Regions from separate parts of the Mus musculus genome. Here region 2 is linked to region 1. Evidence: chromatin contacts called from public HiChIP or PLAC-seq data. All regions are on one chromosome and are shown on one strand. Each heading gives the region's core, a stretch centred on a gene start, on an enhancer-like site or on the middle of the called end of the contact. The rest is flanking DNA. Distances are from core to core; before and after follow the strand shown. Region 1 holds the start of Smu1 (smu-1 suppressor of mec-8 and unc-52 homolog (C. elegans)). Region 2 overlaps Gm34289 (a long non-coding RNA gene).

Region 1 (5,429 bases), core at 1,569-4,068:
CAGCCCGGACAGGGTCCATGAGCACTGGTGCCACTGCATTCAACATCCAACAAGTTCAAGACAGCCAGCTCTCTACTATACTAATCAGTCAAAAATAGCACAGGAGAATGCCGAAAACTTATTGAAGAGGACTAAGGCTAGAGGTACAAAAGGGGAGCCACTGGAATACAATTTGGACAACATGGGCACCCTGGCTGGCTCTTTTAATGGGGCCTCTTAAAATGACAACGTTCAGGCTTTGCATCTTGAAGACCCTGTCCAGGTTCACCAAAACTAGAATGAGAGTAATAAACCTACTGATGATATTCTAGGAGTGCCAACCTGTTTCTTCAAGACAGATTCATAAGAAGAGAGAGTGAGCTGGGCATGGTGGCACACACCTTTAATCGCAGCATTGGGAGTCAGAGGCAGGTGGATTTTTGAGGTTGGGGCCAGCCTGGTCTATAGAGTGAGTTCCAGGACAGCCAGGGCTACACAGAGAAACCCTGTCTCGAAAAACCGGAAAAAAAAAGAGGGAGTGAAGTAGAATAAGGTAGAAAGACAAACAATAGGTCGTTGTCCTTTGCAACCTGACCACAAAAGATTACACCAGTCAACTGAAACACTTTTAAAAACCAAAGCTCCCCTAGCTAACTTCCTGTTTGCTTCTGTTTGCTAACCTGCTGGCTTGCCCACCTTGTGGTTTTAGAGTATAAAATAAATGTGCAGCTGGCTCTGCATCTTTGAGGATCTATCCTGGCTTTGGTGAATGTGTGTTCCACTCTCACTGGTGTCGGAATGCTTATTCCAGAGAGACTCTTACAATGTTATCCCAGAGATTTCGTTTCCAAAAGATCCTTCTAAGGTTAAAGTAAGCAAAAAGTTAAGAGAATATGAATATTTGTTTGGAATTACTTGTTTTCTGTAGTAAGTACTGAGGATTTACCCCATAACCTTGTACATGCTGTGCAAGTTCTACCACTGAGCTACATCGTCATTCCTCCTCCCACCTTTTAGTTTTAGATAGGCATTCACTAAGTTGCCCTTGAATTCCTTGTAGCCTGAGAAGGCTTTGAATTTGTGATCTTCTAACCTTATTTCCTGAGTACCTGGCATTAGGGGCCTGCACTATCTAGCCTGCCTGTTGGAACCATTTCTCATAGGGATTTCTGCAGTATGTTCTCAGCAGTACTTGACTCAGGGACCTCCCAATATTTTGTAATCTTCCCTTCAATATTCTTCCAAGTGATGGAAGGGGAGAATCAGCTCATCCCAGGACAGCCATGGAGACACAGAAACACAATCTCAGAAAACAAACAAACAAACAAAGGAAAGAAACAAAGGAAGAAAGATAGGAAGGAAGGAAGGAAGGAAGGAAGGGAGAGAGAGAGAGAGAGAGAGAGAGAGAGAGAGAGAGAGAGAGAGAGAGAGAAAGAAAGAGAGAGAGAGAGAGAAAAGAAGAAAGAAATAAATTCCTATGCTGTGCTCTGAATGAGACTATCTCAGAAGTCATTATACTTATTATTGAGATAGGGTTTCTCTGGCTGTCCTGAAACTCACTTTGTAGACCAGGCTGGCCTTGAACTCACAGAGCTTCCAGCCTCTGCCTCCACCGTGCTGGAATTAAAGGGGTGTGCCACCACTGCTTGGCTGAGACTGTGTTCTTTAGAGTTGATGGGAAATAGGTGATTTGAAACGTGAAAGAGCTGGGCATGGTGATACACCTCTTTAATCCAAGCACCTTAGAAGATCCCATTCATTGTAACAGTAGCATATGTCATTTTCTCTACTTAGTTTCAAACGACTCTTTTTAAAAATTTCCCTCCTTTAGTCCCAGCACTCAGGAATAGAGGCAGGCAGCAAGGCCAGCCTGGCTTACAGAACAAGTTCCAGGACAGTCAGGGCTACAAAGAGAAATCCTGTGTCAAAAACCAAACACAATACAACAAAACAAACAAACAAAAATCAAGTAAAAATGAAAACATAAACAGCATATGAGCGGCTATATTGAAAGGCTCTGGTTTTGATACCTAGCACTGGGGGGAAAAAAGGAGACTGTAAAGAAATTGTGTGGAAGGTAGACAAGAGCCATTAGAAATCCCTAAACTATCTCAATATGTAATTTCACAAGATAGACATGCCACTGTGTTGTGTGTGTGTATATATATGTATATGTATATGTATGAATATGTATATATATATAAGTGTATACATATATATGTACTTTGTCAATAGAATTTTAAAATAGCTCTTATTGGAGATAAGCACTGTGATGCCATCTGTAATTCTAGCCCTTGGAAAGTAGGGGCATCTTCAACTATATAATTAGTTTGAAGCCAGCTATAAGCTGCATGTCCATCCCACCTTTTCCCTAGCCTTTATTTATAAAATTCATCAATATTTATGTATGGTTTTTTATTAGTGGGGATTGAACCAGGGCGTCTGACTTGCTAGGTAAACACTCTGATCACTGAGCTATGTCCTCAGCTCTGTCATGCCATACCAGTAAGGTATGATTTAAACTCTATATTGAAAGGAGTCTCAGATCTGTTATAACTTCGCATTTGGTTACATTTCTTTCTCCGTAACCGCAGCTTTTTCCAACTTAATTCTTAGCTGGATCTGAGCGCGATAGCGCACACTTTTAATCCTAGCATTAGGGAGGCAGAGGAGGGCGGGACAGCCAAGGCTGTAGAAAGACTCCACCTGTGTGTACGTTCGCGAAACCGATGGGCATTCGTAGTCCTGCCACGCTTTCGCGAGGCCCCGCCCCTCACGCCCCGCCCACCTGGGCGTGTTCTTCCTTCGCCCTTTAGACCCTAACGGAGCGGAAGTGTCGCAGCGCGGCCGCCGGAAGTGTCGCGCGGCGTTGTGCGACCGGCTGTGTGCTGAGTGGGGCCTGGACCCGGAGCGTTACCGCTATGTCGATCGAAATCGAGTCTTCCGAGTGAGTCCTGCCGTGGCGTGTTCGCGGCGTGGCGTGTTCGCGGCGTGGCGTGGGGTGGAGTGGAGGGTGGTCGGAGGACGTTGGAGGGGGAGCTGCGCGCCGGAGGTTGCGGCCTCGAAGCACTTTCCGGGTTGGCTCCCTCTTTAGATGGGCCCGCGAGAGAGCAGCCGTGGGGCGGGCCGTCTGGAGCCCCTGGGCCCCGGCGTCGGGCTGTGCTGGGGCACACCGAGTAGACCTGACTACTGTGGTTTCCTCTGCTAGCCACACCGCCCTCGGCGCTGCCCGGGTGTCCGCCAGTCCCTCAGCTCTTCCTTCTGGTCCAAGCACTAGTTACCCCAAAGACTCTGCTGCTTCTCCTATCTGATTAGATCCAGTGTGGTGTATTGATTTGGTTTGCAATTTGCAGAGAGAGAGAACCTCTTTGTGGACACAGAATTTGAATATTGATTGAGTCAGAAGAATGAGACTTAGTGAAGGCGGGGACGGCGACGAGGAGCCAGGTGGGCGGGGAGTGAGTGACTGAAGAGTCTTGCTTGGACTCCCCAGGACTCCACCCACCGCCTTTTATTTTTTGAAAAGTAAAATTAAATTATGAAATTAGCAAACAGCTGTGTTCTGAGTGGAGGGGAGAGATACGCATGTTCTGAAGATCTGCAGAAAAGCAAGGTTTATTAATTAAGTCGGCGGAGTCTGAAACCTGCTATGTATTTTTAAGACTGAAGCTGGATGTGAAGTATGCACGTCTATGATCGCAGTATTAAATGGGCAAGTAGGAAGGCCTGGAGTCCAGCCTGAGCCTCTTCATAGCGATATATATATATATATATATATATATATATATATATATATATATATTTTTTTTTTTTTTTTTTTCCGAGACAGGGTTTCTCTGTATAGCTCTGGCTGTCCTGGAACTCACTTTGTAGACCAGGCTGGCCTCGAACTCAGAAATCTGCCTGCCTCTGCCTCCCAAGTGCTGGGATTAAAGGCGTGCACCACCACGCCCGGTGAGATACATATTTTTAACTCAGTTATATGTAAGTCGTTTTTTTCCTGGGTTTTGCTTCTGAGACAAGGTTTTCTGTGAAGCCGTAGCTGTCCTGGAACTCACTCTGTAGACCAGGTGAGTCTCAGACTCAGATTCACCTGCCTCTGCCTCCGGAGTGCTGGAATTAAAGACGTGTGCCAACCCCCAGCTTTATAAATCGTCTTTAAATGAATATATGCTTTGATTGCGGGAGGCAGACAGTAGACAAAAACAGTAAATAAAATATGACGCAGTAACAGATGGTCCCTGTGTAGAAAAATAAAACAGCGACAAAACGTGTTGGATAATGTTAGTCGGGACAGGAACTGCAAAGGATATTTTACCCTGAGGTCTAATAATAGCCTTAACGACCAATCTTTGAGTCTTGAATACCCTTCTATATGAGGAATAACTGCATGTTCATATTATTATTGTTATTATTATTGTTGTTGTTATTGTTTTAAGACAGGGTCCTGGCTGTCCTGGAACTCACTCTGTAGACCAGGCTGGCCTCAAACTCAGAGAGATTCACCTTCCTTTCTTTCTCTGCCTCCAGAATGCTAGAACTCAATTTTTTAACAGACCAGATTTTTTTATAGCATTTTAGATGACTCAATTTGTTAATTTTGTTTTTTTGAGGCAGGGTTTCTCTGTGTCGTCCTTGCTGTCTTGGAACTCACTCTGTAGACCAGACTGGCCTCAGAGATCCACCTGCCTCTGCTTTCTGAATGCTGAGATTAAGGAAGTGTGCCACTACTGCCTGGCCAGTTGATTTAAAAAGGAAAATGTCATTAACTATTTCAGGTTTAAAGTATTTCACACAAATGTCCAGTAGATCTAGTGATCAGAATAATAATGGCTACCAACTTCCTTTCAATCTCCAGACTAAATGACTTTCTTTCTTTCTTTCAGTGTGATCCGACTAATCATGCAGTACTTGAAGGAGAACAGTTTACATCGGGCACTGGCCACCTTACAGGAGGAAACTACTGTCTCTCTGAATACTGTGGACAGCATTGAAAGTTTCGTGGCTGATATTAATAGTGGCCATTGGGATACTGTTTTACAGGCTATACAGTCTCTGAAATTGCCAGACAAAACCCTTATTGATCTCTATGAACAGGTAAGAGTGAGGTGATGTTGACGGTTTTGGTCGGGCCCTTAATTGGGAAGCATCAGTGAGTCTCTCTTAAGCACTTAGGGATTAACTGCATGTAAGATGTACCTGTCAAGACACAGCAGGGTCTTTCTTTCTTTCTTCCCTTTTGGAAGATTCAAGATTTTTCCCAAACTGAAATTATTTCTTGGTATGGTTTTGAAGATCAGACCCAGGGAAACTGAGATTACTTTTAGGTAGTCATTAAATGAAATAGTTTAAAGCTGAGCATGGCCTTGAGGCCAGGTGGTATACATAATGCTTTCCAGGCCAGCCAGGAGTAGACTTTGTATGAAAGGAAGGAAGGAAGGAAGGAAGGA
Region 2 (5,429 bases), core at 1,489-3,988, 140 kb before region 1:
ACGAGTTGGGAGCTTTTCAACATAGCTGTTTATATTTTGTAAGATCAGAAAATAGAGAGTTTGGGCTGGACACCGAAGTAAAAACCACCTTCAAGGCATGTTCTCAGCTGCGCATTTCAGCTTAACTAGGCCCATGACTTTCTTTTCTTTTTTCTTTTTTCTTTTTGGCCCATGACTTTCTAAAACATCCCCACTCGCCGGGCAAGAGTTTAAGACTATTTAACAGTAGAGCTTTTACCTTCTCAAATACACTGCCCTTGGGTAGTAGTGGTTGCCTGTGGCCACTCTCAGGGATGAAGAGCCCAAAGCTGAAGTGTTTTTTGTTGTTGTTGTTGTTGTTGTCATTTTGGTTTTTGGTTTTTTGGTTGTTTTGTTTTGTTTTATTTTGCCTCTTTTTCTTGGTCTCCAGCTCCAGCACTGCAGGAGTTGTAGGGAGGATTGGGGGCAAACTGACCCATCAGGAATGGTCAGGCATGTGTGTTGGAAGCTGAGCAAGCTGTTCCTGGTACTGGACATAGCTGGGGCAAGCTCTGAGGTTGAGATAAGACAGAGGAGGGCCAGGGAGGCTCTAGGGCGAGAGGAACGCTTTGGCCACACCCTCGGGTCTGTACTGTATGAAGGATGCTGTCTTAGCTACTTTTCTATTGCTGTGAAGGGACACCATGACCAAGGCAATTTATAGAAGAAAGTGTTTAATAGGGGCTTACGGAGTCTGTGACTATTGTGGTGGGGAGAATGGTAGCAGGCAGACAGGCATGGTGCTGGAGTAGTAGCTGAGAGCTTACATCTCACCTACAAGGTCAAGGCAGAGAGAGCTAACTGGGAATTGGCTAGATTTTGAAAATTCAAAGCCCATCGCCAATGACACTCCTCTTCCAACAAAGCCACACCTCTTCCCAATCCTTTCCAAACAGGTCCAACTATGGTGAATCCAGCATTCAAACATATGGACCTATGGGAACCATTGACCTGGCCGGCGGGTCAGTCAACAGGGTCTGCAAGGCAGAGAGTAGAGATGGAGGGGCAAGAGACGCAAAGAATAGTGACAAGGCAGTCTAATCAAGTCTCATTTATTGAAAGGCAACTCTGGGTATATAAACACAATCTGGGGAGTGCAGCTGGAGACACTTAACCACAAGTCCAGGATGTGTCTGAGAAAAACAGAATGTTATCAGAGTGTGTTCAGCTGTGGTGGGCTGCTTGCAAAAACATCATGTTAGGAAAACAAGCCTCTTGTCATGGTGGAAAAGTACCAACCTGTAAGTAAATAGCCCAAGATGGATGTAGAGAAGATAGCTGCTTTCTGCTGAGAGTTGGCTCCCAACTAACCATTTTTATTCAAACACTGTAGCTGCTGCCTATCTCAGGAGAGCAGCAAACAACTGGAAAGGAAGCAGAAAACTGTGACATGGATAAGCCTGACAAAATAAAACATATAGACACACCAAGACCCTCCCTGCAGCACTTTGCCTGCTCCTGGCCCAGGGAGAGGTATAGCTTTCAGCTGGAGAATATGCCCACATTCTCCAGAGAACCAGAGCAGATATAATCTCCTAATGTCCACGGGGAAGTAGATGTCTTAATTCTATTCAAAAATTCAGAGAAAGGCAGGCATGCCTATATTTACATGGAAAGGAAGAGGGGTATTAAGCTGGGTTGTTCCTCATTTTTCTCTTCCTTTCCTTCTCTCCCCGCCCCCTTCCCTCTTCCGTCTTCCTTCTTCGTCTTCCTTCTTTTCTTGGATGTCTTCTAACTAAATAGTCCAGACTACATTTAAACTCTAAACCCTACAGAGTACTAGAACTACAAGTGTGCCCACAAAACCTGGCTCACCTGACCCCTTTCTGGAGAGATTTTACCCAGTTTGCTTAGGGCTCCACCCCTAGCCTAGTCAACAGTGTATCAGAGGAGGCCTATTCCTTGGATGGGAGTTGCCAAGGTCAGGCTGTTCCTGGCGAAGGAACCAGCATGGGACGAGTGTTCTCTTCAGAAACAAAGCTCTGCCTAAAAAGGAAAACAGCTTTGGGAATTGTGAGATGGTTCTGTGGGTAAAGGGGCTTGCTGCCAGGTCTGAAGACCTAAGTTCAATCCCCCAGGATCCCCATGATGGAAGGAGAGAACTAACTCCCCCAAGTTGTCCTTTGGCTTCTACATGCACATAAAAGCACTTAAATAACACCCCCCCACACACACACACTCTAAATAAATATATAAAAATAATAGTACAATTTTTGAAGAAGGAAAATAGGCTCCCCCTCCCCCTGCAAACTCACTCCCTAATAACAACTGCTATACATTTTGGTGAAAAAAAATTTTTTTACACGTTTCCTGCTCCATGTGTATTTGTCCACATTTAACATAACTGAAATTATAATAGCTATACATTACGTGCCTTACTTTTTCACCTAGCACACTATAAACGCTTCACTATTAGAATTGCTGCAATCATAATTAACACGCTATAATGATGAGACCGGCTGACTCCATGACTGGCTTCAAATTGGCAGCCTAGGAGACTAGGCCTAAGAACTGGGCAAGTCCAAGCAAGCCCAGGCATGCCAGTTACTAGAAAAAAAACCTCAGTCTTCGGGCAGCTAGTCAGCAACTATCAGAAGCTTCCCTGCAACCTGGCCTGAAGCAAGGACAATGGGTCAGCAAGTTTCCAGACCTCCCCAGTAACAGTTTCCAGCCCCCATCCCCCTGGAGACAGAGTAAGATAAGGAAAGGCCGCCTACCTTGTGTTAGCATTCCTTCTAGGCTCTGCCCCACAGTTACCTGGCAACAGCCAGGTAGGCCTCACTCAGTATAAAAGAGGCTGCTTGCCCCCTCCTCACTCTCTTACTCTCTTACTCTTTCTTCTGTCCCTCCCCATTCCCCTCCCCACTCTCTCTCCATGTGTTCATGGCCAGTCTCTCTCTCTCTCTCTCTCTCTCTCTCTCTCTCTCCCTCCTCTGTTTTTCTCTGTCTCTCCTCCCTCAACTCCCCTTCCCGTGCCCTAAACAAACTATTCCACACTATATCTGTCGGATGGCTGTCGAACAGCTTGAGTCTGTAGAGGCATGCCCGTACCCTGCACCATACCGCACCTCTATCAAACATATTCCTGGTTCTTCCTTTCTTTTTTTATAATACACAGCAGTTTCGAGACCCCACAGATGGAGTAGGATAAAGGTCACCAGCTCTGGAATCCCCTATCGTGCTTTAGATCTGACCTGCAAGCTCACTTGGTTGTCTCTCTCTCTCTGTCTTGGTAATGGGGAGACCCCAGCATGCTGGACTTCACAGAATAAAATACTCTTTGTGTTTATAAACTATTTGAGTTCAGGTGTCATTCTTTGGCTAATCATAGAGCCTTGCATACTATGATTGTAAGTTAACCAGCCATGTCCCTGTTGTAGGGACAGATATGCATCTCTCAATATAGAGAAATTGGGATTTCTTTCTTTCTTTTTTTTTAAAGATTTATTTATTAGATGTAAGTACATTGTAGCTGTCTTCAGACACTCCAGAAGAGGGTGACAGATCTCATTACCAATGGTTGTGAGCCACCATGTGGTTGCTGGGATTTGAACTCAGGGCCTTTGGAAGAGCAGTCTGCCCTTAACCGCTGAGCCATCTCTCCAGCCAAAATTGGGATCTCTAAGAGGGTTTTTTCCCCCTTTAAAAATCTTTTTAAATTACATTATTCATTCATTTTGTGTAAGTGTGCGACACATGCCACAGTGCTTGTATGGAAGTTAGAGGACCATTTGCAGGAGTTGACTCTCACCTTCTGAGGCAGGAGAATAGGAAGTGGGAAGGGAGAAGAGGGTTCTAGAGGTTAACTTACTAAAGGCAGCAGGAAAGCGGAAACAAGAGACTGGCAGTCCAGAGCCCACCTGCCTCCCTTCAGAGCATGTTTGAGAAACAGGCAAGTTTATGAACGTGGAGGGGGAGGGTACTATGTTAATGGCCTGTGGGAGCCAGGCCCCTGGGAAGGCCTGGGATGCCTCTGGGCTCCTCTGGGCCTCTCCCTTAACAAGCTCTTCCATTTCTTGTAACTTTCCACACGTCTCTGTACAACTCCTACGAGGTATGTTCTGGAGAGACGGCTCTGTGGGTAAGAGAACTGGCTGCTCTTCCAGAGAATTTGGATTCGATTCCCAGCTCCAACAGGGCTGCTCACAATGACCAGGGGAATCCATTGCCCTCTTCTGGCCTCTGTGGGCACCAAGAATCCATGTGGTGCACAGGCATGGAGGCCAAGCCCACGTACACATAAAATAAAGACAAAGAACTAATCCAGGGAGGCGGCACGAGAACCTGGAAACTAACTGTCAGCCCTCTAGACTCACAGCCAGGCCTGTAACACTGCTGCCGTGTTCGGCCTGGGATCCATCTTCCGTTGTTGGCTTGCCAGCTCCTGGCTGTCCAGCCACCTCTCTGGCCCCGAGATTTCTAAATCCTTCATTATGATTGAGGAAGTTCTTTCCACAATCTCCCTCTCAGTTAATAAGGAAACTGTGGAATAGTATGAATCGATAATTTAAACAGCCCGCCTCTAAAAGCTTTTTTTTTTTTTCTTAAATTTTACTACAGTTGACTATGTATGTCAGAAATCTCCATCTCTCTGTTAGGTATCCTAAACCCTCACTCCCCTCCTCTGCTGGAATATCAGCTGAGGCTTCTTCATCCCTCCCTGAGGATCTGATGCAGGGACTGTTACAGAGGTTCCAGTGAGGTTAAAGTAACAAACAAATGAGAACCTGTGAGGACTTGGGACCAGTGTCCTAGGATAGAGATGTCCTCCCAGGAGGCCTGGCAGAAGCCGTTCTGGGAGAGCAGGGCAGACAGGGATTTTTAGGAGATATTATGCACTGATACCTGCCAGGCAGTCTGTCAGGAAAGGGGTGGATGGGGGAGGCGTGGTGGTGGTGGTGGTGGTGGTGGTGGTGGTAGGAATGGGGGCGGGGTGGGAGAGGTGGAAGTGCAGGCAGAGGTAGGGACAGGAGTAAGGAGTCAGGGGCAAGGGTGTTTGAAGGATGGAGTAGGGTGGGCATAGAGGGACGGGGGTGTTTGAAAGTGGGGAGTAGGGTGGGGTGAAGGCGGGGGTAGGTTGGGAGTGGAGGGTCCGGGGGGGGGGGGAGGGATTGGAGTGGAATTAGGGAATAGTAAGCACCTTGACACCTCTCATATCTTGTAGCATCACTGATTAGCAGAACTGAACTGGAAGGCAGAGGGTTATGTACTCTTCAGCTAACTTCTCAGTACCCAAGGAAGAGCAGAAAACAGTGAAGGTGGATCTGTTGAAGTGATAGAGACTGTGAAGAGACAGCATCTCTCAGTCAGACTCTTCTGGTTAAAAACTACAAAAATAAACTAAAGCTAGTGTAAGTTTGGGGATTAATTATTCAAATTATTAGACTACCTGGGAGTTTCAGCATCTATTT

Evidence for each region. HiChIP or PLAC-seq counts read pairs in DNA pulled down with a chosen protein or histone mark.
Region 2: an H3K4me3 HiChIP or PLAC-seq map of embryonic stem cells shows a contact between it and region 1, with 10 times the contacts expected there. The contact joins the enhancer-like site here to the promoter of Smu1 in region 1. A contact is called at or near these places in 20 of 39 promoter capture datasets (the 3T3-L1 cell line, 3T3-L1-derived adipocytes, the C10 cell line and 14 more), 3 of 15 datasets of contacts at CTCF or cohesin (CD8 T cells, the NIH/3T3 cell line and pro-B cells), 12 of 484 Hi-C or Micro-C datasets (B cells, the C2C12 cell line, CD8 T cells and 6 more), 36 of 115 datasets of contacts at active chromatin or transcription factors (the 230-238 cell line, CD8 T cells, DN3 thymocytes and 23 more) and 4 of 9 other capture datasets (adipose tissue, liver, macrophages and 1 more).

What each region holds. Positions count from the first base shown.
Region 1 is chr4:40,755,274-40,760,702 of GRCm38.p6, reverse strand. It overlaps Smu1 (smu-1 suppressor of mec-8 and unc-52 homolog (C. elegans)), which reads left to right and starts at 2,818. Exons shown (of 12, transcript NM_021535.4): 1 at 2,818-2,926; 2 at 4,866-5,076. The coding sequence starts at 2,901.
Region 2 is chr4:40,895,965-40,901,393 of GRCm38.p6, reverse strand. It overlaps Gm34289 (a long non-coding RNA gene), which reads right to left. Exons shown (of 4, transcript XR_001784553.1): 4 at 1,023-1,382. Among named protein-coding and RNA genes, the nearest start is that of Spink4, 21 kb to the left of the region's middle. Within about 2 kb of position 2,738, at least 36 of the 459 cell types and tissues checked have an H3K27ac peak or open chromatin away from gene starts, as enhancers often do. A contact at or near this core is called in adipose tissue, bone marrow-derived macrophages, differentiating embryonic stem cells and 3 more, where this site is marked.